Linked DNA regions of Hordeum vulgare: region 2 is linked to region 1. Evidence: chromatin contacts called from public Hi-C data. All regions are on one chromosome and are shown on one strand. Each heading gives the region's core, a stretch centred on a gene start, on an enhancer-like site or on the middle of the called end of the contact. The rest is flanking DNA. Distances are from core to core; before and after follow the strand shown.

Evidence for each region. A called contact is a pair of places that touch in the nucleus more often than the background predicts.
Region 2: a Hi-C map of seedling shows a contact between it and region 1, with 9 times the contacts expected there. The contact joins the promoter of LOC123449153 here to the promoter of LOC123449148 in region 1. A contact is called at or near these places in 3 of 6 Hi-C or Micro-C datasets (leaf and seedling) and 1 of 1 datasets of contacts at active chromatin or transcription factors (embryo).

Annotation. Positions count from the first base shown.
Region 1 is chr4H:500,121,428-500,126,942 of MorexV3_pseudomolecules_assembly, forward strand. It overlaps LOC123449148 (nucleolar protein dao-5-like), which reads right to left and starts at 2,817. Exons shown (of 7, transcript XM_045126252.1): 1 at 2,193-2,817; 2 at 1,782-1,871; 3 at 1,619-1,702; 4 at 1,382-1,549; 5 at 1,228-1,298. The coding sequence starts at 2,543.
Region 2 is chr4H:500,815,694-500,821,208 of MorexV3_pseudomolecules_assembly, forward strand. LOC123449153 (peptidyl-tRNA hydrolase ICT1, mitochondrial) reads right to left here and starts at 2,906. Exons shown (of 8, transcript XR_006631961.1): 1 at 2,503-2,906; 2 at 1,317-1,376; 3 at 6-88.

The DNA of each region.
Region 1 (5,515 bases), core at 1,567-4,066:
TAAGCAAATAACCATTCAGATTCTGTAGCTGCCCTTCATTATTTAACACCATAAATGAGTGGAGATTAAATATTCAGGTCCTTTCAAGTTTTAACTAAACTTGGTTCACCTTTGATATTGCATTAATCTACAGCCACCGATCATAATAGCTTCATGTTAGTGCAAGACACAGTGATCACTTTATTGTGTTCAGAAATAGTTTAACAATTTCAGATTGCTGATGTTCCACAAACACAGAATTGCATTATCATTCGAGCACAGTGGTATAAGTATTGTGCTATATGATTAATTGTAGTAAGTTCAGTATTATATCAAATTTAGAGAACATGTATATAAATATGAATGTGTTTCCATTTATATTATCTAGTTTCCCAGCTTCTAAGAGGAACTCTAACCCATCCCCAAAAATCCTTACCTCGACAAAAATTGCCATGGTTGGGAGTTAGACCCACCTAACCCATCCCCAGTACTCCTTCGAACTCCCGTGAAATTTTCGATAGCTCCCAAAAAACAGCTTTGGGAGGTATTGCTCCCTCCCAATACTTTTTTTGGCGGGAGAAAGTTTCCTTCTCCGTCACCTCCCGCCGCCACCAAAGTTGCCGACGGCAACAACACCGGCCATGTCGTCGGCTCGAGCCACGCCGCCACCTATCTCTGCCTCCCAAGCCATCAAGCCAGAGTTCGGGCTGCCACAGCCGCCGCGCTGAACCACCCCCACCTCCCAAGCCAAGAAGCAGCCTTCAGCGTCGTTGAGGCCGGGAATCGGTCATGCCCCCCCCCCCCCTCCAGCCCCCACGGCCGCCGTGGCAAGCTCTTGCCTCCCACCCAATAGGCAAAATGGGCAAAAGATATTTTCGTTTTCTTGTAATAATGTGGAAATATAGCGGAAATGTAACCTTTTTATGCAAAAGGAGGTGTGAATTAGACAGAAAAATGGGAGCCAAGTTTAGGGGATGGCTCAGTTACCTCTCAATACCCAGAAATTATTGGGAGTTAAGTTTTGGAGATAGGTTAGGGTTCCTTAAGTTCATGAAATTATGAGGTGGAGAATTCTCCAACTTATTCCAAAAAATAAAAAATACATATCCAGCTAAAATTCAGGGGGGGGGGGGGCTGCTGTGATTCTTGAAGCAACAAGTTGGTTTAAATACCCTGTACAAGGTACCATTATACCTAGTTGGGTAGGTACAAAAAAAGATACCGTGTTTCATAGATGTGGTATCTCACCAGAATGCAGCCATTTCACTATCGGGCACCTGCTCATAGAGTGATTCATAAAATATCCTCAGTGGATCCCTCTGTAACAAGAAGGAAAAGGATTATTGCTCCGCATGAAAGGAATCAGAACATATCAGATAGTGAGATGTCATAATGGTTATACTTCAGGAGGAGGATCATGTTTCTGCCCTGGCAATTCATACACCTTCCTCTCCTTCTTCACCGCAGCAGCCCCCTCCTTCTTCACCTCAGCAGCCCCCTCCTTCTTCACCCCAGCAGCCTTCTTTTCAGCTTTCTTGATACCAACTTCCTTCTTTATTTTCTTTTCCTCCTTCAACGAATCAAGATGATAATTTAGCAACTAAACAAACAACAAACATAAATCACGAAAATGGCATACCTTTGTATCATATTCATCTTTTGGTTTCTTAGTCTTGGAGACCTTGGGCTTACTCGCAGCTGCACTTCTCTTCTGTGATTTTGGCTGAAATATCCACACCTACTAACCTCAACAATAGAATTCAACGAAAATAAATCTGGAACAAGAGAAGAATAATTGCAACCTTGCATTCATCATCGGAACCGGTTTCTTCTTTCTTTACTTTAGAAGTCTTCACCTTGCTATTGCTAGTGCTTTTCTGCTTCTCATTTCCCTAAAAGACAGAGCAATGTTATCTTTATACTAGGCAAGAAAGACTGGAAGAAACCAGTAGATAAAATCTAAAACATCTCCCAGTTGAAGGTAATTTTCCCATAAGAAAATAAAATAAAATGGATATGCTATGAATCAATGTTCGTAGCTTGAACAGACCACCCTCCCGTTTTTAGCCTAATTGAAAACGTTGTACGGAGACATGTCCAGATCTAAGAAAAGAATTGGCCTACGCGTTTACGAATCCTCAGCGATTGACAGTAGGCTCATAAGAAATACAAAAATATCAATCAATTCAATCAATAAAACAATTGGAACAAACCTTCTTGGCCCTTGAACTCGAAATCGGAGTGTACTCATATTCGTCCTCGTCGTCGTCGTCTTCTTCTTCCTCCTCCTCGTAATCCTCCTCGTACTCCATCTTTTTCTCCTTCTTTGCACCCCCATTGCTCGCCTTTTTGGCCCGAGAACGCGCAAGCGGAACGTCGTCATCGTCGTCCTCCTCCTCCTTCTTGACCTTGGAGGCACTCGCCGCGCTCGCTTTCTTCTTGGGTCGAGAGAAGGCCAGCGGCACGTTGTCCTCGTCGTCTTCGTCATCCACTTCCTTCTTGAGAGGATTGTGCAGCGTCGCGGTTCCTGCGGAAAGCGCGGCGGCGGCGTCTTCTCCGGCCATTGCTGCGGTGGTGGTGAGGCGAGGGTTTCGGCTTTTCGCGGTCGGTTTTGGGGGGGAAATGGGAGAGAGACCCGAGGGGCCGAGCTGGTGGACAAGGAGGAATAACGACAGAGGATTTAGACGGAGGGATGAAGGATGCCCTCACCAGCGCCGGCGGTCGGATGGCGGCGCTGGGGCGCTTGCGCCTATCGGCCGATGGGGAATAGGCAGAGGCGGCGGCGCTTGCCCTCCGTGGTCCGGAGGAAGGAAAGAGCGGAAGGGGTTCAATCCCGGATGACCAAAGGCCGTATTAATCTGGGCTAGCGAGAAATAGTCTGATTCCTTCCGGGCCGCCACTATGATTCAAGTTGGGCCAGGCGGGCTTCGACGGCCTGGACTGCCGAAGGGGAAAGGCAAATCCCCGCGTGCTCTTTTGAGGCAGAATGTCGACCGCACGCACAGACTCCTGAGAGCTTGTTCGGTTCTTGGAGAATTGAAGGGGTTGGGAAGGGATTGGGAGGGATTAAATCTCCTACAAGTCAAATTTCACCTTAATCTCTTCCAATCCTCTTCAATCCCCTCCTGTCTGGGATTAACCGAACAAGGCCTGAGTAGGCGGTCCAAAAAAAGACTCCGCTCAACAGGGTTTGAACCTGAGACCACACACTTCGAAGAAGTACGGCTAGCCAATCGAGGTAGAGAGTTACCCGGTTTATAACGCAGCGCAAAATATTGAGAACAAAACCTAGCACACATCCAAACACTTTTTAAATTTTGTATGCAAAATGTTATTTTGAGAAAAAAAACGTGAAGGTTGTATGAAATAGCAAACATTTATAGAAAATGCTGAATAAATTTTGAAAAACTCAACCAATTCGAAAAATGCAAACGGGATTTTTTCTAAAATTCTCCCAGAAATAGAAAACGTGAATGTTTTTTTGAAATCAGAATAATTTTCAAATTCTAAAAAATGGATATGTAAACATTTTTCTAAAAATGGGAACCTATTTTGAAACTCCCCAAAAAAACTTGAAAACATGAACAGTTTTAAAGACTTGCGTACATATTTTGAAACTCCCGAACAAAAATTCAAACATGAACCTTTTTAGGAATTTGCGAACAATTCGTTAAATGGAAATATTTATTGAAACTCTCAACAAAATTTGAAAACATGAACATTTTTAGAAAATTTGTGACAAATTGTGAAATGGAAAGATATTTTGAAACTCCCAAACAAAAATTCAAATATGAGCATTTTTTGGAATATGTGAACAATTCTTTAAATTGAAACATTTACTGAAACTCCCAACAAAACTTGAAAACATGTACATTTTTTTAAATTGGTGATCAAATTCAGAAATGAGAAGGTCTTTAACTAAAGTAGCGATCTAGATGCTCTTATATTAGCTTATAGAAGGAGTAGATTTTTCTGAAAAATGATCATTTTCTATAATATGGAAATATTTTTTAAATCTCCCAAAAATTTAATACATGAATATTTTTTTTGAAACCGGAACATTTTTAAAATTCACATAAAAATTGGGATATGGAAATATTTTTGAAAAATGGAAACATTTTTTGAAACCCCCGAACAAAACTTGAAAACATGAACAATTTTTAAAATTTGGAACTCCCAAACAAAAATTCAAACCTTATTTTTTTTGGAATTTGTAAACAATTCTTTAGATGGAAACATTTATTGAAACTCCTAATGAAATTTGAAAATATGAACATTTTTTAAAATTTGTGAAGAAATTTTGAAATGAGAAAAAATAAATTAAACAACCCAACATAATTTGAAAACATGAAAAAAAATGTATAGCTTTTCTTTAAGACCAAACTTTTATATAATATGGGAACATTTTTTAGAACACAATAAAAAAATTGAACTCGTCAACAAAAATCAATAACAAGCATATTTTCGTAATTTCTAATATTTTTAGAATTTTAGAAAAGAAATAGAAACTCTTAAGAGCAAAAAGGAAAAAAAAAATGATAATTGAAAAATCAAATAAAGAAACAAAAAAACGAAGCAAGAAAAAGAAGCAGAAAAACGAAAAACAAAAAACAAAGAAAAAAAGCAATGAAAACGCAGTTCAAGAACCTTATAGGATGTTCCCAGAACCGGACTGAGTAGCTCGTGCGCTATCTCGTAATTGGGTCAGCTCATCGTGATCGTTATGTCGTTTGCCTCCATGCGAAGCAGAAACGCGTTAGATAGAATATTTCGTGGTAGGCCGCGCCAATTCCTCGTGTTACGAGTGAGACGGGTATCAACTATCTGATGAGCGTTCCTTCGTAGCCTCTCAAGGGTCAGTTTCACGCGTCGTCACTTACGTGTTCTCAACCGTCGTCACATGTTGCATTCAAAGCGTTTTCTTTGGATTTTCTATTTTCTTTTCATGCGTTTTAGCTTTTTAAATAGTTTTACCGGGTTTTTTATGTTTAAGTTTTCCAACTGTCTTTATCAGCTTTGGACTGAAAATTATTTTAAAAAATAGAGAAAAAGCATGTTTTTTCCTTTTTCAAGAAGCATGCTTTTATTTTGCAAGAAACAAGGATTTGCTTTCATAAGAGGCACGATCTCTTGGAAACGAAAAAACAAAAAAAAATCTTGAGAGGCACGAATTTGCTTCCGCAAGAGACACGACCGTGCCTATCAAAAACGAAAAAATGCATTTTTTTTCTTTTCGATAGGTTTTACTTCCGTGAGATGCATGAATTTGCTTCCACGAGAGGAATGACTCTGCCTCTCGGAAATGGGAAAAATGTGATTTTTGATATTGTTTTTTCTTGTCAGAGGCATGATTTTATTTCCACGAGAGACACGGCAATGCCCCTCAGAAATGGAAAAAACACGTTTTTTTTCTTTCACAAGATGCATGGTTTCGCTTTTGTGAGAGGCACATATTTGCTTCTGCGAGATGTGCCTCTCAAAAACGAAAAAACATTTTTTTCTTTCTCGAGAGGCACGCTTTTTCATCTTATTTTTC
Region 2 (5,515 bases), core at 1,656-4,155, 690 kb after region 1:
CAAACCGTTTGCAATATCCGTTCCTTAATCCTCTCTCCAAGCCAATGAGCTTTCTCAACATTGAACCGCATGTCAACCTTTGTATTAACTGCAAAATAGTGGTACACATTTTAGCGGGAAGTGGTAATATCAACATCCTTAAGTAATCACTATCTGGACATCCTTAATATAAGACACAGGGAATCTGGTTTGAGGGACTTAACGGTGAATGGATGGACCATCCTAGCTCCGAATCCAACCCGCTTTGGTTTGACGAATGGAATATACAACAACAACAACAACAAAGCTTTTCAGCCCCAAACAAGTTGGGGTAGGCTAGCGTTGAAACCCATAAGATATCGAAACGATGTCATGGTTCTGGCACGTGGATAGCTAACTTGCACGCACCCTGTCCATGGCTAAATCTTTGGTGATATTCCAGTCCGTCAGATCCCATTTTACGAACTCCTCCCATGTCAAGATTGGTCTACCCCGACCTCTCTTGACATTATCAGCACGCCTTAACCTATGTAATGACGCTTCTGGAGGCCTGCGCTGAATATGCACAAACCATCTCAGACGATGTTGGACAAGCTTCTCTTCAATCGGTGCCACACCAACTCTATCACATATATCATCATTCCGGACCCGATCCTTTCTTGTGTGGCTACATATCCATCTCAATATAAGCATCTCTGCTACACCTAGCTGTTGGACATGTCACCTTTTAGCTGGCCAACATTCAGCACTATACAGCATCGCAGGTCGGATCGCCATCCGATAGAACCTGCATCTTAGCTTTTGTGGCACTCTCTTATCACAGAGAATGCCATAAGCTTGGCGCCACTTTATCCATCCAGCTTTGGTTCGATGGTTCATATCTTCATCGATATCACCATCCTTCTGCAGAACTTCCTCCCCCTCGTGCCTAGTAGTAATGAAACAACATCTCATGTACTCAGTTTTAGTTCTACTACGCCTAAAAGCTTTAGATTCTAAAGTCTGTCTCCACAACTCTAATTTTCTATTAACCCCACCCGAATATAAATTTAATGGACCATTCCATGATTTTTTTGTTTTGACAACTGGGCCATTGCATGATGGGCTCACCCATCCTAGGACAAGGTGATACCTCAAATAAAACACCCCATCGATAGGCCAACAACAATGATTTGAACATAACAAGTGATGAAACAAAACATGCTACTGCTAAATTGGAATTGGTTAACAAAACAAATCACTCATTAGTTTCACAATGCCGAACCATCAACAATTCAGATATACTAGGCAAAAACACCAATGCAGTGATAAATAAGGAGAATGTACAGACAGCAAACCTTTATTAACATTCTGACCACCTGCACCCCCACTTCTTGCAAAACTAACAGTAACATGATCTGCACACATAAAGTGGGCTATTTCAGAACAGCTTGGCAACCCACGTAACGATTCGATACATAGTCATCAGGAATCAAACATTTAGAAATATCACTGGGATACAGAATACAGATCTAATACTGTTGACACTGGCACAGTTATGTGAGGGCTAAACTGTGCCATGGCCCGCTCAATCCAAAACATATGCATGAGTAATAGACTAGTTGATAAGCAAAAACAATGCCTATGTACGAGTGAAAAAAATGAAGCTTAGATTGGCCTGCCCTGGTTTTTTGTTGTAGCTCCGCTACTGACCGCTGACATAAATAGTTGTAATGTATGCTATATATATGATCGCAGTTTAGCGACTTCTTCAAACTATTTTCCTTATTCCAGTACATAGTCAAATACCTGAAACAAGTCGTGACAAGAATATGCATTTTACTTGCAACTTGCAAAAATCAGGCCAGATGCTCCATCACATCTTACATGAACTTACAGGTTAGATAAAGCAGTTTACTAACCAAAAGTTCACTATTGCCTCACATCTGTACCTAATATTTATTTCTTCTTTTTTGCTTCAAGCTATAAGGCAAGCAAGCCTAGCTACTTGTCAAGCTTAATTAACTTGCTTTCCACAGTACCGGTTTCTGCTTAATAAAAGCAGATTGGCAACAGAGCAACCAAATCAACTTCAAAGCTCGCATTCACCACACCGCCAGCTTAAAAATTCTAGGGCGCTATGTAAATGCCAGCAGAACGATGTCCTTAGCATGAAATGTATGCATGAGTAGCAGATACACATATACTTGAATGAGCAATCAGGAGGGCCAACTCCCTGGGGGCTAGATGGCTAGGTAGAATGGACTTATGGACCTACATCAGGTGCCCATTTCGTGCTCCATAAATTACATTTTTACTGCAGAGGAATTGTAATCCTCCCGAGCCTTTAGCAAATACGGTACCTCGTGATCCCCATCTTCTATGTTTCTAGTCATAAGCTACAAATTAAAAACTCTAATTCTTAATACGGAACTTTGCTAGGATTGAAACAGTTTTACTTACTACTCTATTTCTAGAGCATGCGGCCATCAATTCGGATTTGATGTACCAATGGGGGCAATTAGGGCGGTTGGAGTGCGTTACCCATGGTGATCTTGGGGGCGGGATCAGAGCCGGCTGAGGCTGCGCGTTCCTCGGCGTCGCGCATCACCTGCTGTGCCAGCGCTAGTCGCGCTGACACCTTCTTACCCCTGCCGTCGCCGGCCTCGGCCGCCGAGCATCGGAGGTGGACCAACCCGACCCTGCCAACGCTCAGGCCCAGGCCCAGGCCCGGGCTCGGGGAGGGGAACAGGGGTCCTCGGAAGAGGAGAGAAGGGACGTGACGGAAGCCGAGCCGTAGGAGGCGGGTGCTCCGCATGGCGGTCGCCATTAGCCTTTCTGTGGAGGGAGCCGAGTGTCGAGCGACGAGACGACCGGAATGGCCACGGTGGGCATACGGCAGCAAGGTGAAGAAGAAGAGGTAGAAATTCCTTTGGGCTTAAAGGGCTTCGGTGGTGATCTGCTCGCTCACGGGCAAATATTAGAGGTAGCAAGCACAGAGTAGTTTCTCCAACAAAAAAACAAAATCACCCCGGCTATATTTGGCGCGTTAAGCGCCGCGGAAGCGTACTCGCGCCCAGTGCAGCCACTAGTAGGACGGCCCATGAACGCGCAACGCAGTACACAGAATTATAGCGCGACAAAACCACCGAAAATATTCGCACTACGGGGAATAGGGCTCGCGCCGCACATCCCTGTAATTGCTTAGCTAACTACTCCCTTGGTTCTAAAATTCTTATCTTAGATTTATCTAGATATGAATGTGTCTACTCAAGTTTTAGTATTTAGACACATCAATATCTAAACAAACCTAAGACAATAATTTTAAAATGGAGGGATTACTACAGTGTCAGTCTGTCAAAACGCTACAGAAATATTGCAACTCGGGTTATTTTAGAACTAATGCAGCCGCGCTATATATTACTCAGTCATTTACTATGTCACTGAGAATTTTGAGTAATTATATATATTTTTTGGAAAAAGTTTTTTAATGAAAACAGTTTGTTGAATTTCAAAAAACTTATTTCAAAAAAAGTTCATCGATTTTGAAATAACTTAATCAATTTTGAAACAAAATTTAAAAAGGAATCATCGAATTTGCAAAAAAATCATCAACTTTGAATAAAAATCATCGAATTTAAAAAGCTCACCGATTTGGAAAAGTTCATCCATTTGAAAAAAAGTTCATTCAATTTAAAAAACGTTCATCAATTTTGAAACAAATTATCTGTAAAAAAGATCATTGAAATTGAAAAAACAGTTCATGCAATTCAAAAAAAACTTCATCAAAATTTTAAAAAGGTTCATCAAATTTTCAAAAAAAGTTCATCAATTTGAAGAATAGTTCATTGAACCATGAAAAAGAAAAAGTAGAAATGAAAAAGGAAACAATTGAAAAGAAAAAAGAAGAAGAAAAAAGTAAAAGGTTATAAGATACCAGGCCCGTTGGGTGGCCAGGTGGTTTGCATACACCCCTTCGCGCTGGGGCTGACTTTTTTTGTGTGTGTTAAAACTACAAAAAGAAACATGCATGGCGACAAATTCAAACTTTGGACCTCAATTGTCCCATAGCAGTGCACCAACCACTAGGACATCACACTGCTTGTGCATACTAACTTTGTTTTTCTTTTGTTTTATTCTTTCTCCAGTTAAAGACCCTCGTCTGGGGAGCTTCTTGAATGACAAGCGAGGCAAGAGCGACGGCAGGTGTTCTTCAATTGGGGATGGCACGTCATCAAAACCAGTTAGCACAGTCAAAGGCAATGCCGCCACAAATCATGTCCAAAACCATTGGGGGTGGAGATTTTTCTGGTTTGCCACAATTTAGGGGCCTAAGAAACTTGTTTTAAAGTTGAGAAGGTATTTGATGCCAATAGCCGAAATTGAGGGGAAATCTATACTTTTCTCAACAAAAGAAAGTTGTGGGCGACATCTAGCAGTCTTCCGCAAATAAAAGACATTTAGAGAGGTTTCGATTGCCCCTCTTCGTAGGCTCGTTATTTTTGTTATACTTGGTTTCTTCAAAAAATAATTATTTTGCTTCGTTTTTCATTGTTATCCATGTTTTTCATCGTTTTCTTTGCCGATTTTTTTGGTTTCCCCTTTTGTCCACACATGTCCGATTTTTTGCAGTACAAAATATATTTTTAGAATACATGTGAACTTTTTTATGATACACTTTGGATTTTTTTAAGTACATGATGTATATTTTAAAAAATACATTTTATGAATACAAAGTTACATTTTTTTCAAACTATACTTTGTATATATTTTTAGTGGAAATAAACATTTGTTCCTATGGGAATATATGGTTTCACATTATATATTCTAAATACCACATACATTTTTGGAATCGTCAGAATATTTCTTTAAAATGTCACGTAAATTATTTTATTGTTAGGAATTTTATTTTTAAAGTATGCAACATTTTATTTCCGTTGTGGTTGTAGCATATTTTTGAAAATGTCATAAAAACTTTTTGAAACCCATGAACATTTATTTACGAGTTATCCTGAATTAGACGAATATTTTTTGTACATTTTGTAAACATTGTTTAAATGGCTGGTACGTTATTAAATATATGACATTTTCAAAATATCTTACCATTTTCCTTACACATGATTACAAAATTCCTATACATGTTTCATTTTTAAAAAAAATTATAAAGCAATAAATTAAACAAAAAATGAAGAGAAAACGCTTGTACACACGAGGTCAAATCGGGTTGCTTTATGCATGAACTTATTATCAGGATTTGCATCTCTTATATAGTGCATGTATCGTGCTATATATTTTTTGGTGTTGATTTGCAGTAAGAGGAGATGTAATATTTTCTCATCATTTTTTGTCATAGCATGCCAATGTGTTACAACATCAGTTTCATTGGATTAAAAAAGTTGATAAACATGCAACCGTTCTTACTTGATGATATGAATGCTTCACTGGGAGCAACATTGACTTATATTTGCACATTAATATTCCTGTATGTAGTAAAGAATGTGGTATGGTAATCACTCTTCTTCTTTACAGTTATTGTCAAATGGTAGAATATTGGTGC